2 separate regions of the Mus musculus genome follow, and region 1 is linked to region 2. The links are chromatin contacts, called in public Micro-C maps. All regions are on one chromosome and are shown on one strand. The core of a region is the stretch at or near the end of the contact, and the rest is flanking DNA. Distances in the headings are between cores, read along the strand shown. Region 1 has its middle 30 kb from the start of Mrpl42. Region 2 overlaps Plxnc1 (plexin C1).

Region 1 (5,618 bases), core at 2,246-4,745, 650 kb after region 2:
ACCACAGTGCTTTAAAAAAAAAAAAAAAAAAAAAAGACAGGTCTGGCTGTCCTGGAACTCACTATGCAGACCACTATGTAGACCAGGAACTCACAGAGATCTGCCTGCCTCTGCCTCCCAAGAGCTGGGATCAATAGCATGCTGCATTACACCCAGCTATAATCACAGCTTAAAAAAAACAAAAACAAACAAAAAAAAAAAACAAAAAAAAAAAAAAACAGGGAAGATTCTTCTTTAAAAGAAAATAGGGAAGCTGATCCTCTTTTCTAAGAGCTGTTTTCCCCTGAAAAGAAGCAGGACTCCTTAACAAAAAGGCAGATTCCAGAGCTAGGGCTGGCAGCTTGTCTCCACAGCTTATCGTGCAGCAGGATGAAAGGATGCGCAAAAGTGATGACATGCCAGACAGCTGCAGGGGAGCCTCGTCTTGCCTGACTTCCACTTGGGTCTCAAACCATCCAGCCTATATCCCCCCCCCCTCCCACCCCACTCCCGTCTAGAAGCTCAGTCCTTCAACTTCTGGCCATCACCTTTATTCTGAGTCCTCAGACACCTCCTGCTAGGACATCTTCCCTGTCTTGTAAATATATGGGCTCTTTCTTGAGGCTCTGATTTCAGCCTTCTCGTTTCTTTTTCTATTTCTTCTTCAGCAATCTTGGCTCTTCCCAGCTTCCCTTGTCATTTGAAACCCCTCAACCTCTATTGGTGAGTGTATTGGCATGGAAGCTGTTACTTAGAGACTGTGTTTGCTAGAAAGTATCACTTCTTCCCTGGGCCCACAAACTAACTAAGAGCAGAGGGTTAGCCTGGCATCTGGGCCTTGACATTCATTTTGAATCAGCCTTCATCTTAAAACTGAATCACACACACACACACACACACACACACACACACACACACACACACACACACACAGAGTCGGCAGTGGTGAGGCATGTCTTTAATCCCAGCACTATGGAGACAGAGGCAGGTGGATCTCTTTTAGTTCAAGGACAGCTTGCTTCATAGAGCTAGCTCTAGGACAGCCAGCACTACACAGAGAAACCCTATTGTAGTAACAATTTTGGAATTTTGGTTTCTTTAAAAAAAAAAACAGAAATATTATAAGAAAAAAATTTTTTTAATCCTAGTTATGTGGAAATGGAGATGTGTCAGATTACCCACAACAACTGACTATGAGTTGCCTCGTGTTCTAGCAGGGGCATGATTTTATCAGAGGCAGATAGTTTCTGCAATTGTGTATGTTTGGAATCCTGGGGACTTTTCAGGGGTACATAAATGCTAGAGCCCTGAGAGGCAGGGTGGGTTGTTGGTTTTTTGAATTTTTGGTGTTGGTTGTGGCTTGTTATGTAGTCATGCACAAAGAAGAAAGAAGAAATTAGATATCCCAACAGTGACAAAGATCAAACTTGTCCCAAGGAAGTCTAACGACATTGTCCCATTTCCTCCTGTCCTTTCTTTTCTAGTGTTAGGGGGTTGGAAGTGTGGAGAAGGCTAGAAAAGAGTGGGAGAAAGAAGTCACAAAGTAGCAAGGGACAGCTACATCTTATCTCCAGATTTTAAAAAGAAAAGAAACAAATGAGCTGAAAATATGGAGATTTGGGGATGGATCAGATTACCCACAACTGACTATGATTTGCCTCCTGCTCTAGCAGGGGCATTAGTGACTGGGCATCTCCCTATCAGCCTTGGACTGCCCTGACTCCCACCCTGACAAGGTAATTGAAAGTTCCCCTACCCCTTCTCCCACCTTCCATCCCAAGAATAGCAACGTCTCACAGAAAGATCACACTGCGATGATATCATCCTCCGACCGATAAGGACCCACTCAGGCCACCTTTGCAGAAGCAGAACTGAGGCTAGAGTCCAGTCTGACGAAGACTGGCCCCTGCACTGCTTCTCCATTTAACCCAAAAATTCACGATGGGCTGCGATGCCCACTAGCCATCTTCTCAACATAGCTAAACGCTGGCTAAAATTGTTTTCACCAAGACCCCCAGAATGGAACATTTGCCCTACGTGGTTACTAACATAATGTCTCAGTTACTGCTCGATTGCTCTGAAGAAACATCATGACTTAGGCACCTTATAAAAGGAGACATTTAATCGGGGGCTTGTATCAACATACAAAGATTTATACCAATGACAACCTTAAACCTGTATCAATATACAATAATCCATATCAATGTAAACAAATTAACCTTATTTGAGAAAAGCAATAGCTCTACATTGATGATGAGCTACCCTTTTATTCTGTTATTCCTAGATGATAATTCTATACAGCCTTCTCACTAGCAGGAAATAATCCTTATGTCCATATTCTTCAACCACTGACTACCAGGAACACATGTGGAGCTAAATAAGATGAGTTTATCACTCAACACAATGAAAAAGAACAGTCAGCATGGGCAACCTTGAGGTATCTCAGAAGAATGTGAGGAAATCTGTTACAGCATTTGGGATTAGGCTGGTACAGTGTACAGCATTTAAGGAAGCAGGCATAGCTCTAGACTGAATATAGTCAGAGAGCAGGGGTATTTCATGACTGAGAATCCTAAGAAACCTTGGTTCTCCAAGGAGGGCAAACCAAAGCAAGGGTAAAGCTGTAGCCAGTGATCGTTTTTCCTGAGAGAGGGATGTTAGTCATCTTGTGGTTGGCACAATAATTCTATTCTTAACTATGCTAGGTGAATCGTGAAGTGAACATTGGGTGTCTCATTTCATACAGGCCCCAAGGACATTGCCCAGATGCTGTAAGATCATATACCCAACAGGAAAACACAGGCCTCACTGCCAAAGCTGGGTCATCTGGATGTCAAGAGCTGTGGTGTGTGTGTGTGTGTGTGTGTGTGTGTGTGTGTGTGTGTGTGCGCATGGGGGTATGTGAGTATGTATGTGACTGTGAGTTATGTGATTGTATGAGTGTATAACTGTGCGTGAGTGTATATGATTGTATGTGATTGTATGTATGTGATTGTATAACTTGTGTGAGTATGTATGAGTGTGTAACTGTGTGTGTGAGTGTATGTGATTGTAAATATGTGTATGAGTGTGTAACTTGTGTGAGTGTATGTGATTGTATGGATGTGTGTGAGTATATATGAGTGTGTAAGTGTGTGAGTATATGTGATTGTATGTGTGTGTGTGAGTGTGTAACTGTGTGAGTGTATGTGATTGTATTGTATGTGAGTGGGTGTAACTGAGTGTGAGTGTGTAACTGAGTGTGTGTATGAGTGTATATGTATATGAATGTGTGAGTGTGGGTGTATGTGATTGTGAGTATGTGAGTGTACATGAGTGTGTGAGTGTGTAACTGTGTGTGTGAGTGTATGCCTCACCCCGTCTCATCCGTCATCACTCATGTTCATTCCTGTACGGATTAGTGGTCAAGTCCTGCTCACATGACTATGTCTGTCTCTCTGAAATCCAGCCTCTCCTCCTATCCTTTCTGCTGTTTTCCTAACCCCAACCATTGTCAGCTGTCATCCTCATCACTACGTCACGTAATGGTGTCTCTGACATTCCATCTTGTTCCTATTCCAATCTGTCCTTCCCTATCCACCCTTTAGCAAGAATGAGGTTTCTAAATGCGTCATCCCCTGCTAAAATTCTTCCTTGGTGGGTATCGACAGCTGTGTGCTAACATTACACGGCAAAAATAAAAACCAGTGCGGTTAGCAATGCAAATAAATGTTCTCTCTTCCCAGCGAGGAATCAAGAAGAGCAGAAAGTATATTTGCATTAAAAAATCATCCAAATTTAGAGCCTCTTTTGGTATTCTGACCCCCTCTTAGGGTATTATGACTCAGTGAGAACCTGCTGGATGGCACGACTACTTAAAAAAAACAAAAAACAAAAAAAACTAAAAACCTTAATGTGTTACTGGCACCATTAGCACAATGAAAGCATCCTGAGCAAGAAAACTGCGCTCAGTTCTGGGTAACACATTCTCAGAGAGATGCTATTAAAAGGATGAATGAATGTATAGCTCAAAGGGGGAGGGGCAACCAAAATTGGGGAGGTTTGGAGAACATGCCATACGGATAATGGGGGGGGGGGTGAATAATAATGAGATCTGACAAATGCTTTTGAGTATCTAAAGAGCTGTCGCCTGTGAAATGGAGTCCATTTATTTTGTGATTTTAGGGATAGGATCAAGTGTAAGAATTACAAGCCATAGAAACACTGCTTTCATCCCAAGGAAGTAAACACTTTATAATAAGACCGCCTAGTAATGGAGTGAAGAACAGAGACTTGTATTATAAGAGTTTATATCACTAGAGGGAAAACAGGGTCATGCAGACAGCAGCGCAGACAATAGCTCTCTCCGTGGAATAGATTCTCTCCTTCCACCTCTATGTGGGTTCTGGGAAGCACAGTTGGTTTGCCAGGTTTGAGCTGTAAGTGCCTTAACCCGCTGAGCAATTTCACCGGCCCGGCCCTCTCAATGAGACCCCAATAGCAGAGGAAATAAGATGAAGAACTGATAAACGGCACTAGATTAAAATGCCTCCACGCAGCAAAAGAAAACGATCAATAGAAAAAGCCACAGTCTACAAAATAAGAAAAAAGGAATCGTATTCATCTGATAAGGAGCTAATATCTAGAATATATAAAGAACAGTAAAAGAATGAGTAATCCAACCAACTGGTAGGCAGATGAACAAAAGAGATACTGATCAAATTTTTAAAGGGGGGGCAATAAACACATGAAAAAATGTTTGGCATTCTTAACCATCAAGAAAATGCAAATCAAAAAGTACACTGAAGCATCCCAATGTGTATATTCATGCTCCACCCCCACGGCTCGGTGGGGAAGACGGGCCAGACCAAGGTCCCCCACCTTCATCCCAGCACTTGGGGGTGGAGACCGACAGACACTATGAGAGATCCTGTCTCAAAAACAAACAAATATTCCTACATTGTGATTTCATGTGGTCCAAGTCAGAATGGCTTTCATGAAGAACATAAGCAATAACTGCTGGCAAGCTGGCTGTTCTTGGTTGGTTGGTTGTTTTTGAGACAATGTTTCTCTGTTTCCTGGGGCTTGCTCTATAGACCAGGCTGGCCTTGAACTCAAGAGATCCACCTGCCTCTCCCTCCCAAATGCTGGAACTAAAGGCCTGTGTCAACACTGCCCAGCTCTTTTCTTAAAAGTATTTATAATTAGGGTTGGAGAGATTGCTCAGTAAGAGCACCTGCTGCTCTTCCATAGAACCCAAGTTCAACTCCTGCATGGCTTGCTTTCTGGCACTGCAGCTCCAGGGAATCTGGTGCTCACTTCTGACTTCCATGGGAACTATGTACACACACACACACACACACACACACACACACATACACACACAAACACACACACAAATAAAAATATAGTTGGAATTAAAGATAAAGATGTCTCCTAGAACATATGGAAGCTGTCTTGTATTTGAATATTTTTTCAGCTTTAATGTTACTAAGTGATTAGCTGCAGGCAGGTAAAGTTGAGGAGAGATATAAAATACTCTAATAAGCAGCTTTAAAACTGCAGTTTCTATGTTCAAGAAAACACACAAATAAACTGTCTCAAAATCCTTCAGTCTCAGGAGTTCTGTGGCTACATTTCTATCCTGAGTCCCACAGGGA
Region 2 (4,975 bases), core at 910-3,409:
TCTTCTGCAAGGACAAGCTAAATGGAACCAAAGGGGTTTGAGAGAGGTAAGGAGAACACACAGAAATTCCTGCTAGGGCTAGCCAGTGTTGTGTTAGAGATAGAATGTTGCCCTAAACATGCCTGTCCCCAAACGGCAGCCACCGGGGAGCAGGGTGACTTGGTAGCGACCGGCATAAACCTTCCATGAATCACAACAGACGCATTAGCATTTCTGCAGGCATGTCCCTGGGCTTTGTCAAGAATTTCTAATAATCTTAAAGACTTTCGTACAGATATGAGAACGAGTGTAATAATGTGTTTGTCGGAACTCTGTTTCCCAGGGTGCCAAGATGCTATCTCTCCGATGCAGCAGATTGGCAAGCTCATTTCCTGGGTTTAAGAGTTCAAAAAACCATTTCTCGCTTAACTTTGATTACAAGTCAAACTTCTCCTGCTAATTCAGCACGCCTGTTACGAGTTATTGGTTTTTCTCATCTCCTCTTGAAACTGAGGCAAATGTCCCTTCTCCCATGTGGTATACTTTCCTGGAACTGAAATCCTCCAAGATGCAGGCCCTCTGCTCTGCAAACATGTTCCTGACATACAGGAGGGTGGGCCAGGGCCAGGCACTCCCCAGAAACACTATTTAGCAAGCTCTCAGTTTTGCTGTGGAGAAAACAGAGGATCAATAGGTTTTGCTCCCGCTTTTGACTGTCAACTCTGAACTCTTGAATGGTGTATGCATGGGTGTCACACATGTGAGGGTATGGTGTGTATGAAGGTCAGAGGTTAGTGGTCAGTCTTCTCTTCTGTTTTTCTTTCAATCAGGATCTCATGTAATCTAGACTAGCCTGGAACTTGCCACGCAGCTGTAGGTGACTCTGAACTTAAATTACATTTATGTATTAATTTAAGTGTGCATGAGGAGAGCAGAGGCTGATTTTCAGGGACAGGCCCTGTCCTTCTACCATGTGGCTCCCAAGGACTGAACTCAGGTTGGCAGCAAGCACCTTTACCAGCCTAGCTATCCTGCCAGCATGAAGTCTTTCTGGATCAAGTGTCCACCTTATTTTTGGAAATAGTGTCCTTTACTGAACCCGGGGCTAGAGGAAAGTTTCCATCCCTAGCACCGGGATTACAGGTGTGCCACCATGACTAATTTCAACATGGGTACTGGAGATTTGAACTCAGGTCATCGTGCCTGTATAGCAAGCATTTTCCCTTTAGGGCCATCTCCTCACACATTAAAGGAAGTCTAGGGTGTCGTATGAAGATTGACACAATCTCCCCTTAAGCATCAGAGAGTGAATAGAGATTGGCACCATTCGACTTGCCAGATGCCGGTCTGGGGCACCTGGTACTGGAGCCAGGGTGGTTATGAAGGGCTTTGTGAAGGCAACTCAGGCATTATCCTCTCAAGATGGGCTGAAGGACATCTGACTTTCCAGAGCGATTTGGTAGTATAAGGGTTTTAAATACAAGAAACTGGCAGTGCATCTCTATGTTCTAGAAAACACCCTACACCTCAGAGAGAAAACATTCTAACCTAGGAGGTGTGAAACCTAACTCAGAGTTTGTTGTGTGAGGCGCTGTTTCTGAGCATGCATCCCAACGGGCTTTTTCTCCAATGGGGCCCGCCATGGCACCACATTCTTCTATTTCAAGTTGCTCCTGTGACTCTTGTAGAGCTTTCTAATGTCCCTTGTTAGAACAGGGACACACACACACTCTCCAGTATGTTCACAACACCTTAGTCTTCAATGACATAAACCACCTCAGGCAAATGTAGCAAGGCTTTGCAAACCACCAGGAGTGTAGCCTGGGAGGGTGGGGGGAAGGGAAGTGGAGAAAAGGGAGGGGGGAGGAAGGGAAGAAGGGGGAAACTTAGAAACAGGGTGGTTCAGGTTGGGAGAACTTATATGAAAGGAAATGAAAATGCTTAAATTTTTCATATTGACCCTCGGTAACATTTTTTTTTTTTTTGGTCACACAAGCTTAGACTGACTGGATCATGTGCCTTCTCTCTAGCTTCTAGTTTAATCAGCCACCATGAAAGAGAGGTTGGAGCAGGTCCAACAAAAGACAGTTTAAAAAAAAAATCATTCTTAAAGGCAAAGGCCTTAGGAGCTAGGGCCCACCTCTCTGCCAGCCTCCACTCTATCCACCGCAGATGAATCAGAGGAGAACAGTGCAGAGATTTAATTTTCCATTGCATTTCCCCCAGAGGCTATAACAGGGGAAAAAATTCAAGAGTCGACACGAATTTCTTCAACATCAAGTAACATTTTGACGATGAGTTGAGTCCTAACAAATCAGAAACACATGGTCCTAATTGACTGTGAAATAAATAACGCTTCCAAATGAAAGGGAGAGAAAGTCCTCAGACAGAAAGCGCTGGAACGCCGTAACCTCAAAAGTTGTTTCGGGCAGCTGACTTCTCCCTCCCCTTCCCCCCAGCCCACCTCCTTTCTTCTCTTCCTGGTCTGATGCAATGTGTTTCATGAAAAGAAATCTTGCTGGATTCCCCAAACCTACGTTTACTTAGGAACCTTTATCCCTAAGACCCCTGTGAGGGCTGCCTTCTCTTGTTAGACCCAAACACTGGCCTCACCCGAAGCTGGGTGATTTGTATAGGGAAGGGACTGACTGACTTCACAGTTCTAGAAAGCCAGAGGCACGGTGCTGACACTGCTGGGGGCCACGTACTGCTTTGGGCTTGGTGGATGAGCAGCAGGAAAGACCATAAGGAGAGAAAGGAGACAGTAGAGAAGAAACTGAGGATCCCCACGTGACTATGTTCCTCTGTATGTGGGCATGCATGTCTGTGTGTATATGCGTGTGATGGTTTGTATATTTTCGGACCAGGGAGTGGCACTATCTGGAGGTGTGGCCTGGTTGGAATAGGTGTGTCACTGTGGGTGTGGGCTTAAGACTCTCATCCTAGTTGCCTGGAAGTCAGTCTTCCACTAGCAGCCTTTGGATGAAGACATAGAACTCTCAGCTCTGCCTACACCATGCCTGCCTGGATGCTGCCATGATCCTACCTTGATGATAATGGACTGAACCTCTGAACCTGTAAGCCAGCCCCAATTAAATGTTGTTGTTTTTTTTATAAGACTTGCCTTGGTCATGGTGTCTGTTCACAGCAGTAAAACCCTAACTAAGACAATGTGCATGCACAGATGCATGCGTGTGCCTGTGTGCTGGATACTCTTTTAATCTTTATCACATCCCCAAGAGATGGGCCGTCATGATTATCATCTTTATCGTCAGGGAGACTGAGAAGGCATAGCAAGTGAAGAGACTCGAGCAGTGTCACACAGCTAGCCAGTGGGAGAGGCAAGGTTCAAACCTGCCTGGCTCCAGAACCCAGGTTCCTAACCCCCATGCCAACAGTTCTCAAGTAGTGCCTGAGGAGAATATTAACCATGCACATCCTAAGGCTGGAGGGCTCAGTGGTTAAGGGCATGCATTGTTCTCGAAGAGGACCCAAATTCAGTTCCTAGCACTCTTGTTGGGTTACATACAACCATCTTTGGAGTAATATGATACCTCTGTTCTCAAATATATACTTACATTCGTGTGCATACACACACACACACATACAAGTAATTAAAAATAAATAAATCTGGGCTGGAGAAATGGCTCAGTGGTTAAGAGCACTGGCTTCTCTTGTAGAGGACCTAAGTTCAGTTCTCAGCACCCGCATGGCAACTCATACATACAGGCAGATACTTATATACATCAAATAAAAATAAATAAATGTTGTAAAGAGTAAATTGAAAGAAATGCAAACCCTAAGTCATACCCCAGACTTGCATCTAGGGTCACCTAACAATGGGTGTTTAACACTGTCCGGGCCACAGTGCCACCATGCTAAAGCCTGAGAACACTGCCCTACCCCACAGGTGCTGACAGTTATCCACAGGAACCATGCTCTGCTGAGCACACAGCCATGGGGATGCTACACACAGATGAAAGAAACTGGAAACAGCTGATCTCCTGGCTCCTCCTCACCCACAGCCATGACATAACCATAATACGGTCCATAGCACAGTGGTGCCTTCTTCAATTAGGGAGTGAATTCTTCTAGAATGATACCACAGGACTCACCACCCAGAGCAAAGCCACAGGAGCCTGAGCTCTCCAGTGAGCAATTCCTGAATCCCACTGGAATCTACTTCTTCCATGTCCACTAATAAGATGGTAAAGAAGTCTAGAGTCTTCATAGAGCTAAAAGTCAAACCAAAGCTACAGAGCCTTTCCTCAAGTTGACGATGATGGAAAAGCTTCGAAAGCTCCTGAGCCGTATGGAAGACATGTTCCATGTGGGGCTTCTGCCACAAAACTCCTGAAAGGCCCCGAAGTACTGTCTCCTTCTCTGGGGGTGATTGAGGGCGGCTGGCGCCAGAATGGGTTAAAAGGAAGCTCTCAGTATTTGAAACTCTCAGGCAGCCTAGCCCCGTCACCCTGCTGGAGCGATCTACAGCATTCCTCTAAAAATATCTATGAGATCACAGTACATTAAGTGCGTGACAGCAAACATTTGTAACCAATCCATGGAAATAATAAAGGAAGGCGTCGTGTTGCATGGGGAACACAGAGAAGTTTGTCTTGTGTTATCGGTCTAAAATAAGACGGCCTCAATTTGGGTTGAAATATCTCTTCACACATTGTCTTCCCCAAGCAGAGCCATTTGAGAAATTCTGATTGCAATTATAAGTGCCGAATAGGGAGCAGTTTGCATTTCCTTTGACGATGTTCAAAGCTATAAGCAATCCCGATATTAAAACCTTTGGAAATTGACGAGTATCCCAGGCATCGTCACGGCGCTTCCCTCCCCAACCCAAGGAATTAAAATCTATTATGCGAACACGTGTTAATATTTTATCAACTACTGCTTTCAATTATGTGGATGCCCCGGGGCCTCCCACAGTCAGGAGGACCCACCCTCCCCCCATCCCACCTACCCCCACCCTCTGGGTCTGGATGGA

What was found. Hi-C and Micro-C count contacts between places; a contact is called where the count stands out from the background.
Region 1: a contact with region 2 is called in a Micro-C map of muscle stem cells, with 7 times the contacts expected there. The contact joins two enhancer-like sites. A contact is called at or near these places in 2 of 484 Hi-C or Micro-C datasets (muscle stem cells and myocytes) and 1 of 115 datasets of contacts at active chromatin or transcription factors (large pre-B cells).

The regions. Positions count from the first base shown.
Region 1 is chr10:95,468,701-95,474,318 of GRCm38.p6, forward strand. No RefSeq gene overlaps it. Among named protein-coding and RNA genes, the nearest start is that of Mrpl42, 30 kb to the right of the region's middle. Within about 2 kb of position 3,496, at least 19 of the 459 cell types and tissues checked have an H3K27ac peak or open chromatin away from gene starts, as enhancers often do. A contact at or near this core is called in muscle stem cells, where this site is marked.
Region 2 is chr10:94,822,177-94,827,151 of GRCm38.p6, forward strand. The region is part of intron 21 of Plxnc1 (plexin C1); the gene reads right to left. Among named protein-coding and RNA genes, the nearest start is that of Plxnc1, 120 kb to the right of the region's middle. Within about 2 kb of position 2,160, at least 46 of the 459 cell types and tissues checked have an H3K27ac peak or open chromatin away from gene starts, as enhancers often do. A contact at or near this core is called in muscle stem cells, where this site is marked.